Regions from separate parts of the Sus scrofa genome. Here regions 1 and 3 are each linked to region 2. A link is a contact called in public Hi-C and HiChIP or PLAC-seq data. All regions are on one chromosome and are shown on one strand. Each heading gives the region's core, a stretch centred on a gene start, on an enhancer-like site or on the middle of the called end of the contact. The rest is flanking DNA. Distances are from core to core; before and after follow the strand shown. Region 1 holds the start of PEBP1 (phosphatidylethanolamine-binding protein 1). Region 2 holds the start of TAOK3 (serine/threonine-protein kinase TAO3). Region 3 holds the start of VSIG10 (V-set and immunoglobulin domain-containing protein 10).

Evidence for each region. Hi-C and Micro-C count contacts between places; a contact is called where the count stands out from the background. HiChIP or PLAC-seq counts read pairs in DNA pulled down with a chosen protein or histone mark.
Region 1: an H3K27ac HiChIP or PLAC-seq map of alveolar macrophages shows a contact between it and region 2. The contact joins the promoter of PEBP1 here to the promoter of TAOK3 in region 2. A contact is called at or near these places in 5 of 5 promoter capture datasets (fetal liver, fetal skeletal muscle, liver and 1 more), 10 of 47 Hi-C or Micro-C datasets (alveolar macrophages, embryonic fibroblasts, heart right ventricle and 5 more) and 2 of 2 datasets of contacts at active chromatin or transcription factors (alveolar macrophages and skeletal muscle).
Region 3: a contact with region 2 is called in a Hi-C map of embryonic fibroblasts, with 4 times the contacts expected there. The contact joins the promoter of VSIG10 here to the promoter of TAOK3 in region 2. A contact is called at or near these places in 3 of 5 promoter capture datasets (fetal skeletal muscle and liver), 17 of 47 Hi-C or Micro-C datasets (brain, embryonic fibroblasts, epiblast stem cells and 9 more) and 2 of 2 datasets of contacts at active chromatin or transcription factors (alveolar macrophages and skeletal muscle).

Annotation. Positions count from the first base shown.
Region 1 is chr14:34,528,524-34,532,298 of Sscrofa11.1, forward strand. PEBP1 (phosphatidylethanolamine-binding protein 1) reads right to left here and starts at 1,715. Exons shown (of 4, transcript XM_003132890.3): 1 at 1,403-1,715. The coding sequence starts at 1,537.
Region 2 is chr14:34,320,035-34,324,197 of Sscrofa11.1, forward strand. TAOK3 (serine/threonine-protein kinase TAO3) reads left to right here and starts at 1,982. Exons shown (of 21, transcript XM_001924400.7): 1 at 1,982-2,296.
Region 3 is chr14:34,556,188-34,560,319 of Sscrofa11.1, forward strand. VSIG10 (V-set and immunoglobulin domain-containing protein 10) reads left to right here and starts at 1,973. Exons shown (of 10, transcript XM_001924427.5): 1 at 1,973-2,716; 2 at 2,921-3,144. The coding sequence starts at 3,066.

The DNA of each region.
Region 1 (3,775 bases), core at 465-2,964, 210 kb after region 2:
TTTTTGTCTTTTGTTGTTGTTGTTGTTGCTATTTCTTGGGCCGCTCCCGCGGCATATGGAGCTTCCCAGGCTAGGGGTTGAATCGGAGCTGTAGCCACCGGCCTACGCCAGAGCCACAGCAACGCAGGATCCGAGCCGAGTCTGCAACCTACACCACAGCTCATGGCAACGCCGGATCATTAACCCACTGAGCAAGGGCAGGGACCGAACCCACAACCTCATGGTTCCTAGTCGGATTCGTTAACCACTGCGCCACGACGGGAACTCCCGATTTGAAATTTAAAAGTCAGAAATGCTGAAGAAATCAATACTCTTTTTTTGACCTCATATTCCTCAAAGGTCAAGCAGAATAAATTGTTAATAAAAACTCAAGTGTACTGACGCTACTAAGGAGCTGAAGTTTAATATACGTTATTTATTTTAGTCTCGACAACACTATGGGGCTAATATCCTAGCATGTTATTAACAGAAAGAGATGGGTCAGGATTTAAACCCTGATACTGAGTTCTCTCAAGTACAACCTGAAATAACAGGATCTTTAGATTGCTGACACATTTCCTAGGGCCTGCTAAAGTGAAATCTGAATTAACTGGATGTTTAAAAATGCAGAGAAAATGAGAAAGCCGAGACGGGCAGACGTGAACAGTGAGTCCGGGAAAGAGAGGCTGTGAGATGGACACTTTATATTTAAACAACAAATTCTAAACATTTAAACCAATAAACCACCCGAGCAGTTTATTCACACCGTTGCCTCGGAGCTTCTAGACCAACAGCTTGCCACAATGTCAGGATTCTCCACTCCAGAAGCAGCCAGAATCAGGCTGCGCTTCAGCCTTGGGCGTCAAAGGCCAAACGGTAAATAAAGCAAGGCGGTTACCCTCGAGCCTTCCAGCTGCGGAACGTACTTACTTTGGGTGGCTTCAGGCCACAGATCGCTAAAACAAAGGACGATCGCCGAGAACTGCCGAATACTGGTTACATAATGCGTCATATGCCCTCGGGTGGAGCTCTTACTCCCGAAATTAAGGCCTAAAACCCCCTGGCCCTAGGGGAGGCTCTGGGGGCTTGTGGGCAGCCACTGACCTCTCCCGCCGGCGACTGCTCTCTCCCCGCCCCTACCCCAGCGATCTAGGTTGTCTCCAGACCTACGCCACTGCCAGCTCCTCGAAATCTCCAGGAAAATAGATCCATTTCCCCTGCAGGCCGTGCCCCGCCCTCCACGTGCCGGATTCCCGGGGCCCGGAAGGTCCGCAAACCTGCGGCACGGGAACCGCGACCCCCTTTCCTCGGTGGATCCGCCGCACGGAAGCTGGAACTTCCTCCTCACACCCGCTGGGTCCCCGCTCTGCCGGCCTGAGGGCCTGCCGGCCTCAGACAGCTGTACCCCCTCCGACTCGGGTACCTGGGTAGGTGTCAGCACTTTGCCCAGCTCGTCGACCTCAGCCCCGCCGTATTTGACCTGCAGCGGGTGCTGTGGCCGCTCGTCCACTTCCTGCAGGCTCAAGGGCCCGGACCACTTGCCGAGGTCCACTGGCATCGCAGGGTCGAGCGGGGCGCAGTGCAGGAAGAGCAGCAGAAGTAACACGCAGCGAAGCTGCACTGGGCTCAAAGCGCTTTCCAAATTGGACGGAGGCAACGCTGGTCAAGAGGCCCTGGAGCGCATGCGCTTGAGCAGCGCCCCGCCCCGCTCCTCCAGTCGCTGGCAAGGGTGGGCCTCATTGTGCCCTCTGATTGGTCGAGCCCGGATCGTCCGGCGCGCCAGGTCAATGCAGCAGGATTGGCCTTTCTTTTTGCAAGAAGGCGCTTGCAACCTGCCACCCGCGGTGTTCCCAAACACTGTGCCAGAGCTTGCAGAACTCTTTTTTCAAGATGTACATTTGAGCTATCTTTAATTTTTTTAAAAACCTTTTTGCATGGTTTTTTGCTCCACTTTTCTAAACGCAGAAATGGTAAGGCCTTGCTTTTCTTTTGCATTTCTTAAAACAAGTGTCATTGCACAGCCGCGCTGTATTTCGCGCATGCTCACTGGTTTCCGAAAACTGGGAGAGGACCTAAGGTAACTTTTGAGCATTTTTTCCCCAACAAATATATTTGCACATATATTTGATCCCCCTACACCCACTGGATCCAGACAAGATTCCTGGGAAATGATGGGGTGGTTTTTTCTTTTTTAGTTGTTATTTGTTATTTGAGGGAAAAAATTTTAACCTGTCTATCCAGTTCAATAAGGATGAAGTTAGCCACTGCAGTCCCCATTCTACAATACACCGTGAATGGAATTCAAAACAAGAAGAGAATGAGGCACTCCGGTTTGGAAGAAAAAGGCAAAACACTCAGATATACTCCAGGAGAATTTTTTTTATGAATCCAGATTCTTTCCTCTTCCCATACTTAGAAAAGCACTAAGCTCGTGAACTGAAATATCTGCTCCCAGTGACTAGTAGCAACCTTCTACCAAGATGGATGCTTGATTGAATGTACCCCTTAGTCAAAAAATGTGCAGGAGTTCCCATCGTGGCTAGTGGTTAATGAATCCGACTAGGAACCATGAGGTTGCAGGTTCAATCCCTGGCCTTGCTCAGTGGGTTAAGGATCCAGTGTTGCCTTGAGCTATGATGTAGGTTGCAGACGCGGCTCGGATCCCGAGTTGCTGTGGCTCTGGCGTAGGCCTCCGGCGGCTACAGCTCCAATTCAACCCCTAGCCTGGGAACCTCCATATGCCGCGGAAACGGCCCAAGAAATGGCAAAAAGACCCCCACCACCACCCCGCGCACGCAAAAATAAAAGTACATATCCTGGCCCCCTACCTCTTTCAAGCAGTTCCTCAGAGCTATCTGAAAGGGAGCCTCTGTCTTCAGTAGTCCTTAGTAAGACACGAAATAAAACTCAACTTACAGTTGTTATGTTGTGCAGTTTTTTGTTTTTAGTTGACAAACCATAGTTACTAGGCCTACTTTGTTGACAAGTGACTCTGCCTCAAAACTGCTCTCCCTGTGGCCACCAATTTCTTTTTATTATATATGACTGGCACTATTTAAATCCAGTCCTTATCTAATTTGACCTTAGGACAGCCTTTGAGTTTAATAATTCTGACCAGGTAATAAAAAGTTGTCTGTTGTTTTTATTTCCTCTAGGAAATAATACAAGTTCATTGTAGAAAATTCAGATTTAAAAACCCGTAGAAGTAAATAAAAACTGCTTCTATTCCACTACTTGGACATAAACAATGGTAACAATTTGGAGTATATCTTTCAAATTTTAAAGTTAGAAGTATAAATAATTTTGTTCTGTTTATTCACCAAAAAAACCGCACTTACTATATACCTTTGTAGAATATCTATCTGTATGGCAAATAGATCTTCATTAATTCAATGGCTTAGTCTATTCTAGATGCACCAGAATTTATTTATTCAACAAACTTCTTGATGTTGGACATTTATGCTGTTTTATCATTTTTTCACTTTACAAATATCACTGAAATAAGTGTATGTATGTTTTAGAAAAATTTTATTAGGGGCTAGCTAGGTCAAAGATTACTTTTTTTTTTTTTTTTTGGTCTTTTTGTCTTTTCTAGGGCCGCACCCGAGGCATATGGAGGTTCCCAGGCCAGGGGTCTAATTGGAGCTGTACCCACCGGCCTACACCACAGCCACAGCAACTTGGAATCTGAGCCGTGCGTGTCTGCGACCAATACCACAGCTCATGGCAACACTAGATCCTTAATCCACTGAGCAAGGGCAGGGACCGAACCCGCAACCTCATGGTTCCTAGTTGG
Region 2 (4,163 bases), core at 732-3,231:
AAAGAGAACTCCCTTTACTTGTCTTCTTGATTGCAAATAACATCTGTCAATGATCATGAACTTCTTTTCTATATGAATAGAGAGAACTGAACACTTGGATTATGAAAACTTACCCAATTTCTTCTATCCTTACTGCATTTGGTATGATGAGCTCTTAATAAATACTCTGTAGAGGGGGACCTAGTAAAAAAAAATTCTCTCATGACTTTAGTCTCACCCAACTTTTATAGTTACCTAATATGATTATGGACAGTGTTCCTCTAGGCCTATAAAAACCAAGTTCCCTCAAAACCAAGTTTTACCACCTAGAAATCTCTTTGCATCCCTTTCCATAATGGCACTCGGTCACACTCTTCAGGAGACATCCACATTTGAATTCATCTGAAAGGAAATCCTGCCAGCCCCTTTCCACAGGCCCTCTGTACACCCCCTAACACTCAAAAAACTGAAATTTTAAGGGGAAGCATCTTAATTGGAACGGATATGATTTTAAAACACTAGGGAAAACATGAATAGTATTTTGAACACAAATTTTGATAGCAAGAGTTTAGAAAGAGTTGATGATGGAGAGGTTTCTAAGAGTGAAGTCCTGAATGTATCTGACAAGGCTTAGGAACAAACTGTGTTCCTGAAATGAAACGATTTCTTCACAAAATGCTAAATTCTCAAAGCCCCTAAGTTTTAGGGTTTGGGGTGAAGGCAGCAGTTTTCAGTTTCCAGTATTAGTTCAACATATGTTTCACAAAAATATAAAGTATGGCTCTGAATTAAAACATGCACTTTCACCCCTGGCAAGCACAATGTTTCAGTTTGGGTCAAGATGGGTCTCTGGTTATCACCAGTAGCACTTAGGTCAAAGTTCATTATACTTTGGCCATTAGTTACCGCAAAAATCATAAAATCATTTCACAGGGCCCTGAGAAAAAATATGTTGAAGAGGTTTGCTGAAGCCTCCCTGAAGGGTTCCCCTACCAAACAGTTCCTGTTCCTAGTTTTTTTTTTTTTTTTTTTTTTTAGGGCCACACCAGCAGCCTATGAAAGTTTCTGGGCTAGGGGTCCAATCGGAGCTACAGTTGCTGGCCTACACCACAGCCACAGCAATGCCAGATCCTAGCCGCATCTGTGAACCTACACTACAGCTCATGGCAATGCCAAATTCTTAGCCCACTGAGCAAGGCCAGGGATCAAACCCAAATTCTCATGGTTCCTAGTCGGGTTCATTAACTGTTGAGCCACGACGGAAACTCCCTTACTTGTAATTATTATCATAACCCTCAAACTGAGTATTTCTTAACTTTGGTCTTGTAACTATGAAAACGCTCCCTGACAGTGCTAAATGCCTAGTTGTGCATACTATGCATCTAGGAGGTAGATTTTTTTTTCCCATCAACATCATTATACTGATGTCTGCGGAATGCAATGTAAGGAAGTGTAACTCCCTTGCCAAAGATATAAAAGCGGTTAAATACAGGAAACGTTCACAAGTCCTGAGTGAATAATTGCTGTTATCGATTTACGGCAGAATTATTTAGAAAGCTGTGCCAGGTCTAACGGGGAAATCGGGACCGCCTTAAAGGCTCTCGCATGGTGGTCTCCCAGAGTCCCAAGGGGCCTTGGCCTCTGGGAGTCTCCCCAGAAAAATAAAGGCTCAGAGGGGAGTGCCATGAACTTTGACCCCAACACAGCGCAAACAAGGACGACCGCACCCGAGGCGGGCCAGTGGGTGAGTGAAGTTGCAAGGTCTTCCGCGTCTGAGGAAACCCCGCCCCTCCCGGTCCCGCCCACATTCAACTCCGCCAATCCTCAAGCACCATCGACAGCTCTGCTTCCAAGGCACCTCCAATCAAGTACCTATATCTGGCCCTAAGTCTGTGCCCCGCGATCAGGGAAGGTCAGTAGAGAGCCTATTGGAGCCTGGCTGGGGGCGTGGTCAGGGGCAGGGGGCGGGCGGACTTGGGACGGCGGGGCGGAGCGCGCTCGGCGCAGTCGGGTGCGATTGGCCATCCCTGGCAGGAGCCGCACCTCGGACAGCAGCAGCGGCTGCAGCGGGAGGGTCCGTGTGGCGCCCAGGGGCGGCGGCGGCGGCGGCGGCGGCGGCGGTGGGGTCCTGCGTGCAAGAGTGGCACCCGACGCGGAAACCGCGAGCGGAGGCTCTGCGCAGCCGGACCCGTAGCTTACCGACCGGACCTGGGGATCTTCCCGGGAACAAGCGGCAGAAGAGCGATTCGGGAACAAGTGTGGGAGAGGAAGCGGCGGCGGCGACGCCGGGCCCCGGGGTGGTGACAGCAGGTCTGAGGTGAGAGCACCGGGGCGCAGGGAGGTGACAGTGAGCCGGGGCGAAGGAACTCAGGGCGGAGTGGGGTCGGCGAGGGACCGAGTGAGGGAGTTTCGGCAGCGGGTTTGACAGTTCTGGCTGAGGAGTCTCGGAGAGGGGCCGCCCCGCGTTTCTGAGAGGAGGACCCTGAGAGGGCTTGGGACATCGGGTGTGGTGGAAGGGGACCCGAGAGAGGCCGGGACAGCGGACCAGAGGGGGGGCCCTGAGGGGAAATGGAACGATGGGTCTGAGGGGAGACCTCAAGAGGGACCGGAACAGTGCGTCTGAGGGGAGACCCCAAGAGGGACCGGGATAGAGAGACTCAAGGGAAGGGTCCCTGAAATGGGCCAGGACAGCGGGTCTGAGCCGCAAGGGGACCCCGAGAGGGCTTGAGGCAGCAGGTGTGATGGGGGACTCCGAGAGGGACTGGGGCAGTGGCTGTGACGTGAGGCGCACCCCGAGGGGGCTGGGACCCAGGTCTGAGTTGGGACCCGGGGGCTACCCGTGGAGGCGCGGCCCAGCCCCTCGTGGGTGACTATAGGGGCCTGGGTCCCGGTCGCGGCGCCAGGCGAGTCGGGGCAGCTGGCCGCCGCTCCCCGGGTGCAGTCAGCCGAGCTTCCTAAGGGCGGAGTGGGAGACTGGGGGCCGCCTGAGCCCCCGTGACTCTGTGGGAGACTCTGGGGAACGGGGATTATGTAATGAGCCGTCTCCTACTCTAACGCGCAGGCTGGAGGGTCGGGCCGAAGCATAGGAATCTTGGAAAGGGCTGGAGCGAGGGACCGCCGGACCTCTGCTCGCTGGCCCCCTGGCTTCGCGTTTGTTTCTCCGAGTTGGGCGTGGATGCCTTGAAAGTGAAGCTTCCTGACCTCGATAGCTTCATCAGAAAGTGAAAAGTTGGAAAGGGCTTCTTTAACTCTCCACAAACCAGTGGCAAGGGAAAGGGACCCTTTTGGAGATCCAGGTTTTGGACTGGTGAGGCTGTTTTGATAGACTCTTGTCTTTCTCACTTTCAACTAAGCAAGGAGCTGACAAACTTACTCAGGTTTGTCAGCACATCAGTATCAGTGTTTACGATGCAGACTTACAGGAACTGCATACTAAGTTTCACTGTTTATCTTCGTGTGTTGGAAAGACATTTGGAAGGTCAAACTAAATTTTGAAAAGAGGTATTGGAGTCGCTAAACTAACAGCATTTTCCAATTAGATTCTTCATCCTGAAAAGCCACCAGGACTGAGCTTTAGGCGTAATTCTGGGACAAGCTGAAAGAGAAAAGCCTATTTAAACCAGACACTTTATGCCCTGGTGGGAGGCAAGTGTGTGTCTATTAAAATGCTGAAACAAACAGTGGAAAGCAATGGGGGGTGGGAATTGGGGTGCAGCCTCCTACCTTGATGGATGTGAAAATTAATGACGGGGCTAGTTGTTCAGAGTATTTAGGATATGTTAATACCGCCCTGACTACCTTTCTAATATTCTCCTGAATGCACATGCTTTGTTATGGTTGTACTCTGCAGTTTGGCATTTGAATTTTTAACCTCTTTTTCTCTATTGGTGTGTTGCTTCTCCTCACCCCTTATCTTTGTGACGGGTTCTTTTTTCACGGAAGCAGACTTAGAAAATGATGGTTTGGGGAAAATACCAGGAGATGTAATTACTCTATCATTTTGTAGTTATTTAGATATCTTCTTTGTTTCAGGTTTATAATACTGTCTTATTAGAAGCCTTTGCCCATGTTCAGTAATGTGCAGCTTCCACTAAGGGGAAGAAAGAAATGTTGTATTATTTCCCAAAGACATAATGTAGAAGGCTTACATTGAACTGCCTATTTAAAACCCAAGACAAAAAATA
Region 3 (4,132 bases), core at 723-3,222, 240 kb after region 2:
CACTTCACAATGTATACATTCTTTTGTAGAGTAGTTTTTTTCAATTTATGGGAGGTGAAAACGAAACACAACAAAACCAGCCATGTGTAGCAGCCTGAGCAGAGAGGTGTTTGAGCCTCGTGTTTAATAATCTCTGAGATTTAGGAGTCTTGATAGGCTCTATAAGGGTGCATCTCAAATGACAGACCCCCAGAGACATGCCTTAAAGACTTCTGAGTCCCTTACTTTATCTTCAGGACAATCCCATGGGTGAATATTGACTGTTAGGTGCAGACAGTGAAAACCTGGGCTTTGAAAGGCTCCTACTTTGCCAGAGACCCTACAGTGAACCCCTAACTCACCCCTAATGTCACTATTCTAGGCAGGGTATTTTCTACCATCCAGAGTGGCCTGAAACACAACCGGATGTTAGGGCAGGGTGTTTCCTAACAGATCCTATCTCAGAGCCAGCCACAGCCTTACCCAAACTGGAGAGAGTGAATGTTTCCTGGGCTAGCTCTGTCCCACACTGACTGTTGTCTGGAGGCTTCCTTTGAGGCCTGGTGACAGCCAAATCATCCAGGCTATAACAGCAAAAAAAAAAAAGACTGTAAAGAAAAAAAAAATATTGCCTGCCATTTCATTTCTACAGGGATCAAGCCATGAGACACTGCGGTGGCCTTCTGGGGAATTCAGGAATTAGAAAACCAGGAAACATTCTGTGCTTTGGATATACAGGCCCCTAAATAGTAAAGATGAGTACCTAAGGAAAAATTTCAAAGGACCCCAGATTCTTGCATCTTCCCATACAAAGAAAAACACTAACATCATTAACTTGAGATGTCTGTTCTTCCAGCCAAAAAGTTCTAACACATCCTGGCTCCCTCCCTTTTCTCTTGGAGCTGTTCCTCAGACCTGTCTGAAACTGTCTCTGTGGCTGTGGTGCTCAGTAAGTTTTCAGAATAAAACTTAACTCACAAGTTTTATACTGTGCATTTTTCTTTCAAGTTGACAAGACCAAGGCAGCCTTAGCATAAGTGACAAGATTGGCATATTGGCGGGAATTGGAGTCACACAGACATGGGTTCCAGTCCTGGTTTTACCACCAACTGGCTTGGTGACCTGGAGTTTAACCCCCAGCTGGAGGTTTCTCACTTGTAAAATGGGATTGAATGATTCTTCAGGTCCAAGGGTTGGAAGGACGGCCCAGTGAGATTAAGACTCTAAAGTTGCTTTAGAAAAAGTTCCCAGCTATGCAAAAGTGAGGTGCTGTAATCACTGCTGTAAAACATTGTGTAGGAGGTTGATCCTTCTGACAGTGGAGAGCTGGGCCTAAGCACCGAGCATTTGATTCAGCAAATATACCAGGAGGGCCTACTCTGAGCAAGTTCCCCTTGAGGTACTGTCAGGGTCACAGAAAATTCCAGACCCTCAACAGAACACTCACCACTTACTGATTTTATTCATATCTTGTTAACTTAAGGTGAGGATGTGAGGTATTCGTCAGAAAAGCTTGAGGAGCTGCAAGGAAATTTCATTTGCTTATTTAACATATATTGGGTGGTAACCAAGCTGCCAGGCTCTGGGAATAAAGGATGGTGAGGTGAATCATGGAGAGGCTTGACTTTCCATCACAAAGTAAAAAGATGAAAAACAAAAGCAAAAGTGGGAGAGGAAAGAGGAAAACTGTCAGGAGCTGGCTGAAGAGGTAAAATCACTGAGCAAAAGTGGGAAAAAAAGGAACTTTATGCAACTTTATGGCTCAGTTCATGGGCGAAAAATGCTTCTTCACTGGTTTCAAGAGGATTTCCTCATGGGAGAAGTATTTCAGTAAGGCACTTTTGGGCAACAGAGTGAATGATTTTCTTATAGCATTTTGTCCCCCCCCCAACATTTTATGATGAGGTGACGAGAAAATTTTCAAACACAGAAAAGTCCAAAGAATGGGAACATTCCTAGACTTCCTGCAGTCTACAGTTAATATGTCACTGTATTAGTTGCAGTTTTTTGTTTTTTTGGCTTTTTTTTTTTTTAAGACGAAGTTTCTGGTACAGCTGTTTCAGGGAGCACGTCTTCCTAAAGAGATTGTAACCCTGTTTTCCCCAGGACAGAAGAATGGGATGGGGGTATGGTGGGAAGAGGGGTATTTTAGCCCGGGAATGTAGCTCTCTGGGAACCAGACTGGATGGGGGCGGGGGAATTAAAAGGGAAAAACAAAAAAGCTCTCGAGAACCCAGTTCCGCTGAACCTGGGCCCTCACTCTTACTGTGAGGTCTCATCCAGTTAACCGGAGGACCTGAGTCTCGTGGCTGCTCTTGGCTGGAAGGTCTAAGGGATCATCTTTCTTCTGATCTAGACTTGCTTCCTTCTGCAAAGGGTTGAGAAGGGCAGCGATGGCGGCCCCGGCGCCCGCCCGGAGCACAGGGAAACAAATGAAAATCTCTAGAGCAGCTCAGCCGAAAGAACCCTGAATTCTGCAGCTTGGCAGCCGGCCCCTTCGCGACGCCCCTCCGGGTGCAGCAGCTAGAGCGCCCGGGAGGCAGCAGCCAACGGGCCGGGGCGGGGGTGTCCTCCTGCGGCAGCTGCAGGGATCTACCCGGCCCAGCTGGCCGCGCGACTCTCGGCCGCCGTCCCGGGCGGAGTGGGCTCTGGGAGGGACCAGCCTCAGCGCTCCTCCCCCGCCGGTCCGGACCCGACTCGGCGCGCCCTCTGCAGAAAGCCCTCCTCTCCGGGCGAGGTAGGGGAAGTTGAACTCCCGCCTGGATGGGAGGCGGGAGGGAGCCCGACTCCTGTTGTTTTCCGCGAGCCGGAGTGGGTGGCGGGCGCAGGGGGCGGGGTGCACCCTCCCACCCTGGCCGGGCGCTCCCGAGAGAGAGTCGCGCTCGGAACCCAGCGCAGCTGCTAGCCTCACACATCGAGTTCACCCAAGCATCCTTCGTAGGGGCTGCGGAAAGTGGAGCTACTCAGTCGTTCCGAGGACCTGGGAGGAGCACTCAGTACCCCAGGGGCTGGGCCCTGAGGGGCGCACACCCAGCCTAGCCGGAGCCTGCGTTTCCCGAGGGGCCCCTGCCCACAACTGGGGCGAGATGGCCGCAGGCGTCCGGGTGCCGGAACCTCAGGTCCTCGTCTGCCTCTGGGCGCTCCTGACCCGCTGGGTCGTCGCAGGTAAGGGACCGCGATCTGGAGGGAAAAGTTGAGCTTTGCCAGGCAGCGGTGGGGAGCCTAGAGCCGGGGACCGAATTCCCTCCTACTCTGCGGGATCCGGTTGTGGCCTCGGCCCGGGAGTCGCCCCGGTAGGGTCTTGAGTTTCCTGCTCGCAGCTCGGTTTTTTGCAGGGAGGAATTTTCCCGGACGCTTGATGGAGGGGAGGACATCCTCACCTTCTTGGAGTGGGCAGCGGGCGAGGCTGCAAAGGGCCTGCAGAGAGGTGATGGGAAAACCATGGCACTTGAAGATGGGAAAATTGAAGAGGGAGGTGTTTATTTTTATTTTTTTTAAGCGTCAGATGTAAGTTCGAGTTCTGGTTTTACGTGCTGAGCTGGTTCTCAAACCCGAGGTTCCTTTATTTCCTCTCCTTACTCTACCCAAGGTTGAACTCGCCTTGCACCTGTAACCTGTGGATTTCCCTACACACACCACTGCAAGCGGACCTGTGTGGACTAGCGCAAAGTTGGGCTTTTCTCCCTCACTTGAAAAGCAAAACAAAACTTTTATTTTGAAATAATTTCAGACTTAAAGAAAACCTCCCCTGCACTTGACATCATCTCTTAAACTTGACATGATTGGCAAAAGGTCTTAAATGCTTCATCTATGCTCTCTGTCTTGTAACAATAAAGAATAGAAGGTTGCTTACAAAAACATAAAGAATTTTAAAAAGAATGAAAAAAAATTTTTGTATTTAGTTCACCAGCCAATGCATGTCTTTTGTGTGCAGGGTGGTGTGACATGCAATGAGAGGAATGGAGTGGAGGGAAAGGAGATGTTAGTTTGCCAGAATACTTGCAGCGTCCTATTTTCAGGGTTACCCAGTCTGGCACACAGCACACCCAGCTGATCTGTAGGTTCCTAGAGGAATTGCCCCACTGAGCTTCCTAGTGGCAAGTGCCGAAAGTTCCTAATCATGAAGCTGTCCTAAGTTTTTGTTTTGCTTCTA